2 separate regions of the Mus musculus genome follow, and region 1 is linked to region 2. Evidence: chromatin contacts called from public promoter capture Hi-C data. All regions are on one chromosome and are shown on one strand. Each heading gives the region's core, a stretch centred on a gene start, on an enhancer-like site or on the middle of the called end of the contact. The rest is flanking DNA. Distances are from core to core; before and after follow the strand shown.

What was found. Promoter capture Hi-C pulls out the DNA fragments that hold promoters and counts their contacts.
Region 1: a contact with region 2 is called in a promoter capture Hi-C map of the C10 cell line, with 6 times the contacts expected there. The contact joins two enhancer-like sites. A contact is called at or near these places in 2 of 39 promoter capture datasets (the C10 cell line and liver) and 2 of 9 other capture datasets (embryonic stem cells and liver).

The regions. Positions count from the first base shown.
Region 1 is chr9:116,268,666-116,276,068 of GRCm38.p6, reverse strand. No RefSeq gene overlaps it. Among named protein-coding and RNA genes, the nearest start is that of D730003K21Rik, 55 kb to the left of the region's middle. Within about 2 kb of position 5,543, at least 46 of the 459 cell types and tissues checked have an H3K27ac peak or open chromatin away from gene starts, as enhancers often do.
Region 2 is chr9:114,927,267-114,934,964 of GRCm38.p6, reverse strand. Gpd1l (glycerol-3-phosphate dehydrogenase 1-like) reads left to right here and starts at 978. Exons shown (of 8, transcript NM_175380.5): 1 at 978-1,294. The coding sequence starts at 1,248. Within about 2 kb of position 4,069, at least 36 of the 459 cell types and tissues checked have an H3K27ac peak or open chromatin away from gene starts, as enhancers often do.

The DNA.
Region 1 (7,403 bases), core at 4,294-6,793, 1.3 Mb before region 2:
GGCTGGAAATTTAAAAAAGTAAAATAACGTTTTGGAATTAATATCTGGGGTTATAGGGTGTGACACAGATGACAGCAACTGGAAATCCACAGAGAAAGCAGGCAGGAAGAGAAGAGGAAAGAAAAAGGGGAATGGGTGCAAAAGCTAAAGGATACATGCCCTTTGCCTCTGTTTGTGTGTGTATAAGTGTGTATGTTGTATATGGTGTGTGTGTGTGCATGTACATTTGTGTGTGTGTGCATTGTGTGTGGTATATAGTGTGTGTGTACATTTATGTATATGTGTACATTTATGTATGTGTGTGTGTGTGTGTGTGTGTGTGTGTGTGTGGTATATGGTATGTATGTGTGTGATGTGTGTGTGTGTGCATTTGTGTGTGGTGTATAGTGTGTGTGGATATTTATTTATGTGTATAATGTATGTGTGTGTGTGTTTGTGTGTGGTATATGGTGTGTGTATGTGTGTGTGGTGTATGGTGTGTGTGTACATGTATGTGTGTGCGTATGTGTGTGGGAAAAAGTACCTGGGGTGTGAAAGAGGTGGGAGTTTGAGGAATAGCAACTTCCAGGTCAGCCTAGGCTGCAGGACTTCCTGACTGAAAATAAATAAGCAAGTAAGGAGCTAGGGAGAAAGGTGGGGCAGAAGAAAGGAAGGAAAATGGGAATAAAACGGAGCAAATCCACTGGCAGAATCAATGTGTTCCATCCTTCCCACTCTTTCCAAAACTGTATAAAAGTTAACACAGATTAAAACCATAGAGAATTTACAGCTAGGTGATATCTGATGGAATCTTTGGGTCTGGGTCATTCTGGGGAGCTCTGAGATTTGGACTCAGAGAGCCTAACCCTTTACCAAAAGCTTGCAATTGATAGAACTTGCCATTATTTCCCTGCCACCTTCCTACCCACATTGCCAGCACAGATAGCTTCTTTCCTCAGGATTCAGTACGTGTAAGTCCCGAATTGATCCAGAGAATTGTGGTAGATTTTATTAATGAACAAACAGAAAGCAATGGGATATATCCGGAAACCTGATTAGGGCCATGAATTTGAGCCACCTGCTTTCTGCCATAAATAAGGTTAACGTGTGGATGCCCGTCTGATGAATCCATTTATCTAGTCTTTATCTCTGTACCTGGAAAAAACAAGAAGAAATGTTATTTATTGTTTCATAAAAACTCCCAATTAGTGAATCAGCTGGGAGTCCTGGGAGCCTTGATACATTGTTGTAAACACCAACTTTTTGCCTGAAATTGTCTGTGGCGTCCGTGGAGACAGAAGGTTATTGGTTCATAAGGGCAGGAAGATTAGACTCAAATCTGCACAGTTTCGTGAACTCTCGATGCACCTCTTTTCCATTGTGGTAATTTGTTACTGCTTTGTGGTTGTTAGATCATATTCTCTCTAGGGTGTTTGTTTGTTTTGTTTTTATAACAAGGACGAGCTATGGTGTGACTCTGCAAATGGCCTGGAACCATTTTGATGGCTCAGATTGGCTTTACTGGGGGATTGTATAAAAATTCACTCATGCAAATACACACATTTCTAATGAGCACCTAGGAAATGCCAAATAGTGCTTTGAGTCTACAGACTATATTTATGAACAGAGAGAGAGGGGGGGGGAGAGAGGGAGAGGGAGAGGGAGAGGGAGAGGGAGAGGGAGAGGGAGAGGGAGAGGGAGAGGGAGAGGGAGAGGGAGAGGGAGAGGGAGAAAGAGAGAAAGAGAGAGATGAGAAATTCACAAGGTTGGAAAAAAAAAGTCTCCCATTATAAAATGATTTAGTCAGGCTAAACTTCACTGAAAAATACCAGGCCAGACGCTGTGGCTCACATCTGTAACCCCAGCATTTGGGCTAAGGCAAAGTATCTGAGTTTTGCTGTTATCCTGGTTAAACAGTGAGTTTAAGGACAACCTAGAAGACAGGAGACATTAGCTCAAAAAGCAAAAAGAGAAAAGATATTGGGGTGACACAATGAGCCAGACAGCTATGAGAAGAGTAGAGAGAATATTCTAGATTTACAGACAGATTAAAAAGAAACAGCATTGTGGGGGCCAGGGTATGGCTCAGCTGATACAGTGCTTGCCTAGCATGCAAGGAGCCCTGGGTTTGAATCCAGCCTGGCACAGGTCAGTGTCATCACTTGCACTCCAGGAGATGGAGGCTGCAAGACCTGACATTCAGGTTGTTCCCAGTTATTTATTAAGTTCAAGACAATCTTCTGGGGGAAGAAACCTTCAAGGAGAAGCAAGGGATGTGACTAGAAAAGGATTATAGAAGAGATGGGGAACAGAGAGGGAAAGTGGGGATAGGAATAAACTGTTCTGCCGCTGTTGCTCAAGCGGCAGTAAGTCCAGTATTCCAAGATGTTTGCTTGAAAACTTTCTCTCTCTCTCTCTCTCTCTCTCTCTCTCTCTCTCTCTCTCTCTCTCTCTGTGTGTGTGTGTGTGTGTGTGTGAGAGAGAGAGAGAGAGAGAGAGAGAGACAGACACAGACACAGACACAGACACAGACACAGACACAGACACACAAAGAGAGTGTAAGAGAGTGTACATGTTTATGTGTGCAGGTGCACACATGTGTGGAGGCCAGAAGAGAAGTTTGCATGCCCTTACCTTTTCATTTTGTTTTTGAGATAGGGCTCTGGTCTGGAAATTGCCAAGTAGGCTAAACTGTCTGAACAGGAATCCTTAGTCCCTATGCATAATTGGCAAGCGCTTTCCCACGTGCACCGCCTCCCCTCGCCCTGAGCTTCCATTTCTCTAGACACCAATTTAAACTTTGAAGAGGATTGACTCCTGGGTGGGGCTTAGATTCACAGAGCAGGTTTAGTTATAAGAAAGAAAGCATCTTATTGCTTCTGTTGCTTTTCTGTTCATTCATAATGGTTTTGTGCTATCTTTGGGGGCTAACAACTCTTGAGCCATAACAGATGACAAGGCTGGGGATATGTGAACAGAAAAGTAGAGCGGGGAGCAATACTTTAACTCTGAAGACAGCATGATTCCAAAGCTAATTTAATAAATTGTCTCCTCCTGAAACATTCTAGAAGCTTCTCTCAGGTAAAAACTAAATTGCCCACCAGGAGATGTAGCCTAATGAAGGCGAGAACAGAATCACTTCATTAAATGTCCATGGCTGTTTGCTCAAGGAATAAAGAGATCAGATGTTAGTGTTTGGGAGAATTCTCTCGGCAGCCTTATTCCCACAAAAGAAAATGCTTGCCAAAATACTCTCTCTCTCTCTCTCTCTCTCTCTCTCTCTCTCTCTCTCTCTCTCCCCCTCCCTCCCTCCCTCCCTCCCCCCCCCCTTGTTATTATTGCACCTCCAAGCTTTGCTGCCCTTAGAAGCCAGCCTTTTTGGCTTCCCAATGTGGACTGAAGACCAGCTGCTCTCCAGGAATTTCCCAAGCCTTCAGCATCAGATTGGGGCTGCTGAGGGATCCAGCCCTCATGTTTCCACTCAACCATCGTGGACTCAACAACTACCAGATGGTCAGCCTTTCTAGTGCATGGACATTCACTGTTTAGCTACACAGCCCCTACCCTATAATCCCGTCTAACATATCTCCATTTATAACACATACCCATTATCTGTTCTTTTCCTCAAGAGAACTGACAGAGATTCTACACATCGACACACGAGAGCTAAAATGCCAATTCTGAGAACACGGGTAAGTCCACAGACTCAAACCCGCCCTTGAGGGGACCCTTTCAAGACTGCATGTTTTAGAAAAACTCACTGTGGCTACAGATACAAGATGCTTCCCTATGTACCCTCAGAGATCCACTACCTGGCAGGATCCCCATGTGTGTTCCCTGAACACCATCAATTGGGAAGAGACGGATTTACCAACTGGAAATGCACATGAGAAGCATATCCTTTGATAACATTTATAAGAATAGTTCAGAGGAGGTGTTATTGTTGCCCAATGGCCCTTCAAGTCTTGTCTCCGTAGAACAATGTATATATCCAAATGTTGCTTGTACCATAGGCACATAATGCGCAGAGTGTAATTGAATTCCTATCCTTTCCTTGTGAGTGCAGAGCTCACCATACTATCTTTCAGAAAGCAGCAGTTTATTTTGATGTTTATTTTCCAGTCCTTTGCTTATTATGTTTTATTATTTAAAAAAAAAAACAATCCCGAAGTTGGCTGAAGTTTAATGTACAAGTGATCATAGTTGATAATGTGAATAAACAAATTGTGTTGCCACGTGTCATTTTATCGACTATGAATTGGTATCACCACACTTTCATTCATGATAGCCCTTCTCAGTGCTGAGGGGGAGGAAAGGCACTTTGAACCAAGGATAGGGCAGAAGTTTGGAACTCCAGAACTCACTTGAAAAATGGGCAAGCCAGGATTCCCATCACTTAGAAGATAGGGAGATGTGGACATTTCTGGAGCAAGCTGCTAGCCAAATGACCAAGTTCCAGGTTCAAGTGAGAGACTCTGCCTTAATAAGTAAAGTGGAGAATGGTACAAGGAGACACCTATCTTCATCTTGGGGTCTCTACATGCATGTACACAGAGTTGTTCACACACCTGTATAACTCACAAACACACACACACTTCATTCCTTCTGGCCCTACCTTCCTGCCCATCCCTGGGTTTCTCCATAAAAGGAGGACTCCCATTGCCTCCATGGCTCCCAACCTCACTTCTGTGCAAAGAACACAGCACACAGTGTGTGCTACAGCTTCAAACTTCCCATTTCCTCAGTTCTAGGTGTCCTTGACCCCAAGACTTCACTAATTCATCTGTGTGGTTCTGCATCTAGCCCCGCTGCTTGGGTGTGGGCACGCCACCATTAGACAAACTAAACATGGAGACATTACACTACATTTACACTACACCCACTGCTGGGTGATAGACTAGCAGGAAGCACTGGTACACCACTCAGAGGAGTGGAAAAACGCAGCCTAAGATGTGGGAGCTTGAAGCTGGGGTTCCCTGACTCACGGGCATCCAATCACCACTGGAAACAATGCAGAGGAGCCAGAAATGAAGGGTCAGGGGGTCCACTGGGCCAGGGGTTCCCATATTCCTGGACATCTGGATGCCAAAGGGTTGCAGGGAGTTGGGAAAAATGGAGCAAGGTCCAAGAGTTGAAGAGCCTAGTTCTATACAGTCTTTGGATGAGAAGAGATTCTGAGGAAATTTAGAGATGTGCAGCCCCTTCCAGACTGTTCTCAGAGGAGAACAGGCATCCGAATGGGGAGCACTGATGGCTGTGTCTCTCTGGCAAACGTTCTATATTTCCCAAATAACCTGGCACCTGGCTCTCCTAGAGGGGCTCATACACAGCTGAAGGATTTCACACATCCTGATTTGGAAAACATCTGGAAAAGTGCTTCACATGCTCACAGAGGCACTGAGTGATGGAGTACCCTTCTCTTCACAGGCAGGACTCAGAGGTAAGGGAGTCCTGGGGGATGGTTTAGAAAAATCACTGCCATGGAAAGTGTGGCCCAGACTGCCATTAGCCACAACAGGCTGCACCGGTTGACGGTTGGCAGCTCTCCTCAGAAGTAACCAGACCTGTATGTCCGGAAGGACGGGGAAGTGGCGGTTTGCCACCAGACAGCCCTTGTCTCAAGGAAGTCACTTCAATACCTCAGCTCTTCCACTTGTAGAATGTGGAAATTCCTGTGAGGAAGGCTGTGCACAGACACATCTGGTGCATGGCTGACACTTAGTGAACATTATTCATCCTCATGAGTTTCTCCCAGGGAGTGTAGCGCCATGAGGTTCCTCTTCTTTCTACTGTTCCCAAGCAGACATTCAGGTTGCTAAAATTTCTACCCTTCATTTTTGTCTTGTTTTTATTTCAGATTTGTTTTCTTTTTTTAACTTTGTATGGGGGTAGAAATATGTGTTAGTATTTGCACCATGTGTGTGCTGTGCCCAAGCATAACAGGGTCCCAGACCTTAGCATAACTGACTCCATGATGGAAGTACCATTTGGGCCATAAAACTCAGCGTGTAGATGGTGCCACCTGCCTGAAATGAAAACAAATTCCCAGTCCATCAAAGTCTCCGGGAAAGTCTCTCAATGTTCTAACCTTGCTTTTCTGCTTCTGTCTATCTCTTCTTATTAACTGATGCCAACCCAGAGCACGGCCTTGGTGCTTAAAAGCTCACCCTGAGAAAGGCTCGGAGCTACATCGAGATCCCAAAAGCACAGTGTAGTCACTGGATGGCCGATAAAGACAAACCCACGTCCAAACAGTCTTCTCTGGTGGGTACCTTATGACACAAGGATGCCAGAAAGAGTCTGACCTCTCATAGCTTAGGTTCTACGCAGTTGTGAGCTGTCAGACATGGGTGCTGAGATCTGAACTTGAGTCTTCTGCAAGAATAGTATGTTCTCTTGACTGTTGTGCCAAGTCTTATTTTTGCAAACAGACTATCTGTTCCTATCTATTAAAGACCTGATTGTGAATGCTGAAATGACTGTCTGCCTTATTTTCTCTCCTCACTGACCAAGAAATGAGATTTTTTTCCCTGCTTTCAGCATTTGGCAGATTCCCAAATCTTACCCTCAAAGCTAAGGATAAAGATCTGAAATTCATAACCAAGATGTATGCACCCTCCTTTCAGAGCAGACAATGGCTTATCAGGGGTGAAAGTGAATGCAGCCAACTCAACATGCTATCCTCCAACAACCTTTCTTGTCTTCTCTTTTCTTCCTTTTCCCTTTTTCCTCCTTTCTTCCCCTTCCCTCCCTCCCTCCCTCCCTTCCTTCCTTCCTTCCTTCCTTCCTCCCTCCCTCCATTCCTTCCTTTCTTTCTCTGACAGTAGACCTTGTAGCCCAAGATGGTCTCTAATTTGCTATGGAGCCAAATATGACCTTGAACCTCTTTGGACCTCTTCCTTGCCCCCTAAGACCAGTGATTATAACATGTGGTGTTAGAAATACACCCCTGGGCTTCCTGCATGCTAGCAAACACACTACCAGCTGAATCTCCAGCCCCAAACAACAGTCTTTTACTTTGGCATTTAGGTGAATTCTGGTTTCTAGATCAAGGATTGTGGAAGAAGTACTCATAGAAGGCATTTGGACAGATCATCTGTGTGACATATCAGCCACTGATGTGCAAGAAATGATGGACTGGTGTGGTAATGCACATTAGTGCATACCTATAATTACAGTACTTGGAAGGATCAGGAGTTCAAAGCCACCTGAGCCTACATAGTAAGCTCAAAACCAGCTGGGGATCCATAAGTCCCTGAGTCTTTTCTCAAACAAGATTTGAGTCATGGAAGGTTCTGTGTGGTAAGACTGACACTTCCCATAGTTCCACACAGCATCTTTTAATGCAAGATGCACTCTGTGTACTGTGTTCTGCTTCATACTGCACTAATGGTTCCCCTGTGATGCAGAGGGTGGATAAGTCT
Region 2 (7,698 bases), core at 2,820-5,319:
TTAGGGTTACACCTTTCCTTGCTAAGTGAGCTAGCACTCTCCATTCTTGCTTTTGCTTTGTGATAGGGGCTCACGTGACCCAGGTTAGCCTCAAACTCACTGTCTAGTTAAGGATGACATTGAACTGCCGATCGTCCTGTCTCTACCTCCCTGAAGCTGAGATTACAACACATTCCACCATCTCTGTTTTTCGCGGCCGCGGCGTGCCCAATTGCAGTACAGCAGTTTGGATGGCTTTTTTGTGAAGCTCTGGCAGGGAGAGAAAAGGGGCATGCCCTTTGGGTAACCGTATGAGGGGGACAGTTCAAGTTTCTGCTTTGATCCTGTGTAGACAAGTTTTCCATCCTGAAATGCAAGGGTACTTGTTTGCGACAAGGTGGCCTCCCATTTTTATTTGGCCAAGGATAACCTGGGACTCCAGATTCTCCCTCCGTCTCCCACGTGCTGTGATTACAGGCCAGAGCCACCAGGCGCTAGTGTTTGAACTTCCTGTGTTCAATCTAGTTCTCTACCAACTGAACTACGACGCCACCCTTGTAGAGTAGATACTCCCAGATCAATGGCAGAAGACTTAAAGCTCCAGGCTCGCTAGGAAATTCAGGGGTGCCTGGACTTGTCCCGTTTATACGAATTTGACAGCCGTTGTTAAAGCAGGCGCAGGCTCCAAATCTGGGTGAATTCATAGTCAACTACTTAGGCTGTCTAGGCTCCACCCTTAAGTGATAGTTGTCCCTGCGCAAATTGCGATTAGGTGACACTTGTATAAGTTGGGTCGGGCTTGCTCTGTCCAGGATAGTGACACTCAGCAGCAGGAGCTCAGAGCTCCAGTCTGCGCAATAACATTGGCCTGCACGTGGCCCGCCTGGAACTGAAAGGGAGCCCGCAGGGAGGTGGACTACACATCCCAACATTCCTAGGGCAGGGGTGGGGCGACACCGGAGGCTGACCCGGCCACCCACCCGGACCAGGCGTGCGCAGTGGTTCCTGGGAGTGGTGGGGCGGGTCCTCCGGGCTGTCAGCTGTGGCCCTAGGCGCCTAGGCAGGGTGGCGGTGGCCATTGGCGGACAGGAGGGCGGGGCGGGGTCGCCCGGAGCGCCTATACTAGGCCGTTCCTGTGGAGGTGAGCAGCCGGCCTGGGAGGCACAGTGTGTGTTGCAGCGATCCGACTTGCAGCAGCGATCCGACTTGCAGCAGCGATCCGGCTTGGCCCTGAGAGGAAGGCTGTGCAGCAGCGATCCGGCTTGGCCATGGCAGCGGCGCCTCTGAAAGTGTGCATCGTGGGCTCGGGGAACTGGTGAGCAGAGGCGGGTGGGCGGCGCGGTCTCCGCCTCCAGGAAGCCCCGGTTCCGGGCCGGCCAGGGTTGCTCTCCCGCTGCTTCAGCGTGGACACCAGGGCATCGCGGGTAGGCAGAGAGGCGGGCCTGCGACCGCCTGTCCCGGTTGGACACTGCACGGACAGAGGCCACGCCGAGGAACCAGAGCGCGAGGTGCGGGGCCAAGGTGGCCCGGGTGGTAGCGCGCACCGCGCCCGCGGGCACCTGTTTGCGCACTGGTAACCCTGCGGTTAGGGCCACCTGCTCGCCACGCCCGGGTACTTGGCAAAACAACCCAAGGGCGTTCTCTATTCTCCCCTGCCGATCACCCCCGTGGAGGAATTTGCAGAGGCTCAGTTGTCCTTACTGCAGTTTTGGGATTGGGGAAACGGAGGCACAGAGCGTGAGAAGGGTCCTTGCTACCTGGGACAGTGCTGGCTTCAAGAGACAGTTCTCATTTCCTCTGGCGAGTGGTTCCCAATCATGTTAACGTGGTATCCGAGAAGAGAAAACAAGCCCCCAACCGGGACGTGAGGGTCCCAGGGAAAGGTGTTTGCAGAGCTTCGCGTCACCACTGGGCTGTATTTTCTGACTTAACTTGTAAAGTGCTTGGTGCTTAGAGGGCTTTGAAGCTCCTCCAGTAGTTTGCATACCTTGGTGGCCCTTAACGCAGGAGAAGTTGGGGGTCTCCGTGAGAAGGAGGCAGAGTATGGTGCGTTCCAGACTTTTCCCGCGGCCCAGGGGTGGAACAGTTGAAGGCCATTCTCGTGGCTTCTGTCCCCTTCTGTTTTCCTGTGGTCTGACGCACACCACAGTTCAGGCTGCTAGAAGCGGTACTGTTCTGGAGTCGTCGGAGCCACCTGACTGGTCTTTGAAAACTTGGCTCTGAAAGGACTTTTGGAGGAAACCTTAGCTGGCTGGACCGGTGGCCTCTCCCCGGCCTCCTATTGCTGGCCTCTACCCTTGCGTTGGCCTCAGTCCTTTACCTGGTGCCTGGCATATACTAAATAAAAAAATTTTTTTTCTTTGAGGCAGGTTTTACTTTAGCTCTGGCCTGATAGTTGCTGGGTAGACCAAGCGATCTACTCTCAGATTTGATTGCTGCTATTAAAGACGATGCAAGGGCCACATTGCCCAGCCCACTCCCCCCCCCCCCCTTTGGTTATGGAGATCGAACCTCTTGAGTAATAATGAATGCTCTGTCGTGGAGGAGACTCCTTACATCACCCACACTCAAATTACGTAAAACTACTCTGTTGCTAAGTTAATACTCTGGTGCTGTTGTAGATCAGACCCTGGGGCCTTGCTTCTAGGAAGCAACTCCACTCCCAGCCAGACTGCCATGTGTTTTGGTTTTTTGAGGCAGGGTTTCTCTTAGCCTTGGCTGTCCTGGAACTCACTTTGTAGACCAGGCTGGCCTCGAACTCAGAAATCTGCCTGCCTCTGCCTCCCAAGTGCTGGGATTAAAGGCGTGTACCACCAGTGCCTGGCTCTGCCATGTGTTTTAAAAGCCAAGAGTTGTAGTAACACCTGCCTGGAATTCCAGTCCTTGACGGGGCAGACAGAGGAATCAGAAATTTAAAGTCATGCTTTTTATTTTTATTACAGTTTATTTTTTTTAAAGATTTTTTTTAAATGTTCTTTTATATATATGAGTACACTGTAGCTGTCTTCGGACACACCAGAAGAGGGCATCAGTTCCCATTACAGATGGTTGTGAGCCACCATGTGGTTGCTGGGAATTGAACTCAGCACCTCTGGAAGAGCAGTCAGTGCTCTTACCGGCTGAGCCCTCTCTCCAGCCCCAGTTTGTTTAATTTTTATTTGTATGGATATGAGTTTTTGCCTGTGTATATCTGTAAGTGCTTGTGCCTGGTCCCTGCAGAGCTCAGAGGAGGGCAGAGAATTTCCTGGAACTGAGTTACAGATGGGTGTGAACCGCTGTGCGTGCAGGTGCTGGGAAAGAGGATCTCTGGGAGAGCAACACGTGCCCCTAACCACTGAGCCATCTCCCCAGCCCCTGTTTTATTTCATTTTTGAGATTAGGTCTTGGTACTTGCTATGTAGACCAGGCTGGCCTTGAACTCACAGATCTTCCAGCCTCTGCTTCCTGAGTGCTGGGATTAAAGGCATGTGCCACCACACCCTATATATTTTAATATATCCCGTAGAGTCCATTCCCTTTTTTTTTTTTTTTTTGTGTGTTTGTGTGTCAGAGGACAACTTTCGGGAGTTCTGTAAACTCTGGGGATCTAACTCAGATCATCAGGATTCTACCTGCTGCCCCACTATGTGCTTTTAGTGTGTTACCTGAGGCAACAGCAGAAAGCTCTGTGCCCTATCAAATAGGACTCCTGTCCTTCAGAGCCTTACGGAGACCTTCAAGTTGGCTTTACCACTTACAACATCAAGGTCACTGGAAAGAAACATCAGCTGCCTTGCTGGCTCTGCCACTGGACAAGCACCCACTATGCACATTATGTTGTTGTTTTGAGACTGGGTCCCATTTAGCCCAAGTTGGCCTTGTCTCAGTTGAGGCTGGTTTTGAACTCCTCCTCCCCGGGCCTCCAACCCCCTGGTGCTAGGTTCACAGACAGCCTTTTCCTCTTCCGTGCAGCTCCACAGAGGGCAGCCCTTCTGCCAGTTTGTCAGGTGCAGGCAGAAGTGGCCCAGCTCTGCCACGCTAGACTGAGCTGGAACAAGGGCTGTCAAGAGAACTTCTCTGGCCTTTCATGGAGGCCTGGCTGCTAGCCTGAAGCATCTTCATTCTGATGTACTTGGCTGCATTCTTGGTCCGATCGGGCTCAGGGAGCGAGTAGAACTTGGCCTGTGGCACAGCGATTGAGAAATGTTTGGAAGGTTTGGGCTGGCTGCCTGCCTCCATTACGGGATCATTGCTGGCTTTGGACCATCACCTTCAGTACAGAGTCACTCCAGTCCTAGACAGAGGATCCCCACTTCCGGAGACTGAAAACACCAGGGAGGGACCAGAAGGGGGCAGAATGGCTCTGACTGTAATTGCTGTACATGGGGAACTGAGACAGGAGGAACACTACAATTAGAGGCTAACCTGGGCTACAGAGTAAGTTCTAGACCAACCAGAATACAATGAAATCCTGTCTCAAAAAAATAGTTGGGGTAGAGATGGAATGTTCAATTCTGGATTGTACGTATGTCAGTGTTTGCCCCTGGTGGGTGCTGTGTTCCTTAGAGTTCCTGCCCTCTTGATTTTTAGGGTACTGTGCTCATTTCTGGAACAGGACTCACTACTAAATGACTCAGGTGTGAGATAAATAAGGGCTTAGAAGATAAGATTCAAAGATACAAACTGTGAACTGGGGTCTGGCATAAGCCTACAGGTTACATTTTAAACAGGGTGGGTTTTTCCCCCTTTTGGGGGGGGGAATGGTCTTTTATAGCCCAGCCTGGCCATGAATTTAATATAAAGGATGACTTAGAACTATTTTAATATATCCCATAGAGTTTTATTTATATAACTTTTAAAAAGAAATTTATGTATTTTGTGGGGGTGGGTGTTTTGTCTGCATGTATATCTGTGTATCACATGTATGTCTGGAGCCCTTGGAGGCCAGAAGCAATCATCAGATCCCCTGGCTGGAGTTACAGACAGTTGTGAGCCACCATGTGGGTGCTGGGAATCAAACCTATGTCCTTTGGAAGATTAGCAGTGTTCTTAACCTCCTGAGTCACTTCTCCAGTCCCAACTTTGAACTTTTTTTTTTCCAGACAGTTTCTCAGTATAGCCCTGGCTGTCCTGGAATTCACTCTGTAGATCAAACTGGTCTTGAACTCAGAAATCCCGCCTGCCTCTGCCTCCCAAGTGCTGGGATTAAAGGCGTGCGCCACCACTGCCCGGCCCAACTTTGAACTTTTGATCCTTTTCCCTCTACTTCCCCAGTGCTGAGATTACAGGGACGCCGCACCACGTTGCAGGACAGGGGGATTTGTTGGTTGTTGCTTTGGTTTTGTGAGACAAGAGTTCACTATGAAGACCAGGCTAGACTTGAACTCAGATTTGCCTGTCCTCCCCGTGTCTGCAGCATGTGGTCCAGAGACCCCTTACACCAGGGTCACCTCTGCAGCTCGTCTTGGTGAGTTGCTCCTTAGAAAAGGGCAGATTTGCCCCCTGATGTGACTTCAGCCTTTTGCTCATTTTCAAACATGAGCCAGCCATTACGTCCATATCTGGTCCCAACCACAGCGGTTTGAATATTTATATAAACAGAGATGCAGTCACTTAGAGCTAAGATGTAGCCATTACCTCTCAGGCCCAAGTGCCTCCTCCAAGCCAATTGATACCAGTGATTGTGAAGGTAGGCTAGGTAAGGTACTCTTGTCCTCCATGTGGGGACTGGGGCTGGGGGTGCGAGGCAACTAGACTGGTGACAGAGAGGCCAGAGGAGTCTTGACCATCCATTGGAACCATGTGTGCAGGCAGGCATACACATACTTGTGCATACACACACACACACACACACACACACAGCATGATGGCATACTCATTTGTAATCCCAGGATTTGAAAAGTGGAGGCTGCAGGATCATGAGCTTAAGATCATCCTATGGAGGCCATTCAAGGCCAGCCTGAGCTACACAGTGAGACCCTGTCTCAGCCTTTCAAGGGCTGGGGATAGATCACATTGGTAGAACGAGAAACATTTGAGAACCTGAGCTTCCGCCCTAACTGTTACAGGATATTTTAATCTGTTTACTGTTAGGGTGTGGCTCAGTCCTTAGCACACACCTTTAATCCCTCCGGCTAGACTACAGACTGGCCCTTAGTACACACCTTTAATCCCAAACAAGGAAGATAAAGTTAGTCTGTAGAAGGAAGCGCCCATGTTTGAAAGTGATGTCCAATTGAAGGGCAAAGTGATGAATCAGAGATAGATCTGACAGAAACATACATGTCCAACTCTCGAGACAAAGAGGAAAGGGAAGCTGCTTAAGGGAGAGACAGACAGACAGTACAGGAGGAAGAGAGTACACTACAGGATACAGACGAGTTTGTGGAGAGCGGTGCAGTAGAACTGAGAGAGACTAGAGCAGAACAGAGAAGGAGAAGGTGGTGAGTTTACGGGGAGAGTTTCACAGAGACAGATCAGAGGCTCTTAGTGCCTTCTGTGCATTGTCCTTGCTGTTAGTAGGACTCTGGTTTGTGGGAATATGTCCCAAATCTCTACAGCTGAGGACTTTCTTTTGGTTATGAAGAAGAAGAAGAAGAGGAAGAGGAAGAGGAGGAGGAAGAAGAAGAAGAAGAAGAAGAAGAAGAAGAAGAAGAAGAAGAAGAAGAAGAAGAAGAAGAAAGAGAGCAAGCGCTAGACACAGACGAAGACAGAAAGAGCAAGAGAATGAGGAGCCAGAAGATTAGAATTGATTGCTAAGTTTGAGGCCAAGCAGAGCAATTCAGAGGCTGAGAGACACCAGATTGAGGTGGGAGAGGAGTTTGAGCCAGAACACCTGAGTTGATCCAGTCACCAAGATTCAGAAAGAACTAGGAGGGTGAGCATATTCAGCAGTAAGTCTCAGAGGCTGAAAACTCTCTAGACCTAGATTAGGTGGTAAGGAGGCTGGAAGCATCCAGGACCAGGTCTCGGTTAGCAGACGGAGGCAGTAAGCCTCCCTGACAACCACTAAACAGGAGAATACAAGTTATTTTTACAAGAGACTGCCTAGAATGTGAAGCCAACCTGGGCTACCTAGTGTACATAGTAGTTACTAGGCTAGCCTGGACTACATAACATTGTTTTTTTTAAAAAAAAAAAAGCCAAAACCAAACAACAGGTCTGGTACCTGCCTTAGTCCAAGCCATCAGGAAGCAGAGGCAGGCAGATCTATGAGTTCAATGACACCCAGGGCTACATAGTGAGACTATGTTTTGAGACACTTGGTCCTGTCATGCACTGTGTAGGCCAGTCAAGCCTCCAATTCTTTCTTTTTTTTTTTTTAATGATGTTTTTTGAGACAGGGTTTCTCTGTGTAGCCCTGGCTGTCCTGGAACTCACTCTGTAGACCAGGCTGGCCTTGAACTCAGAAATCCACCTGCCTCTGCCTTCCAAGTGCTGGGATTACAAGCATGAGTCATTACACCCAACTTGGACATGACCTTTAACTGCTGATATTGGGCCTCTGATCAGTTAAGGACTTCAGGGTGGCCCCAGTCTAGGGTGTCGTGGCTGCTGACACTAAGGGCTAGGAAGCTCTCTCCCCTATCTCTACCGATCACTCCCTAATTTCAGACATACCTCAGGATACATTTGGAATTCCAAATAAGGATTTATAGATGCAATTTGTCCAAGGCCTGCTGCAAAGCAGGGGTCAGAGGTAAGAGGCCCAGGGAGCTGGCTCCCAAGCTGCACCTTAGG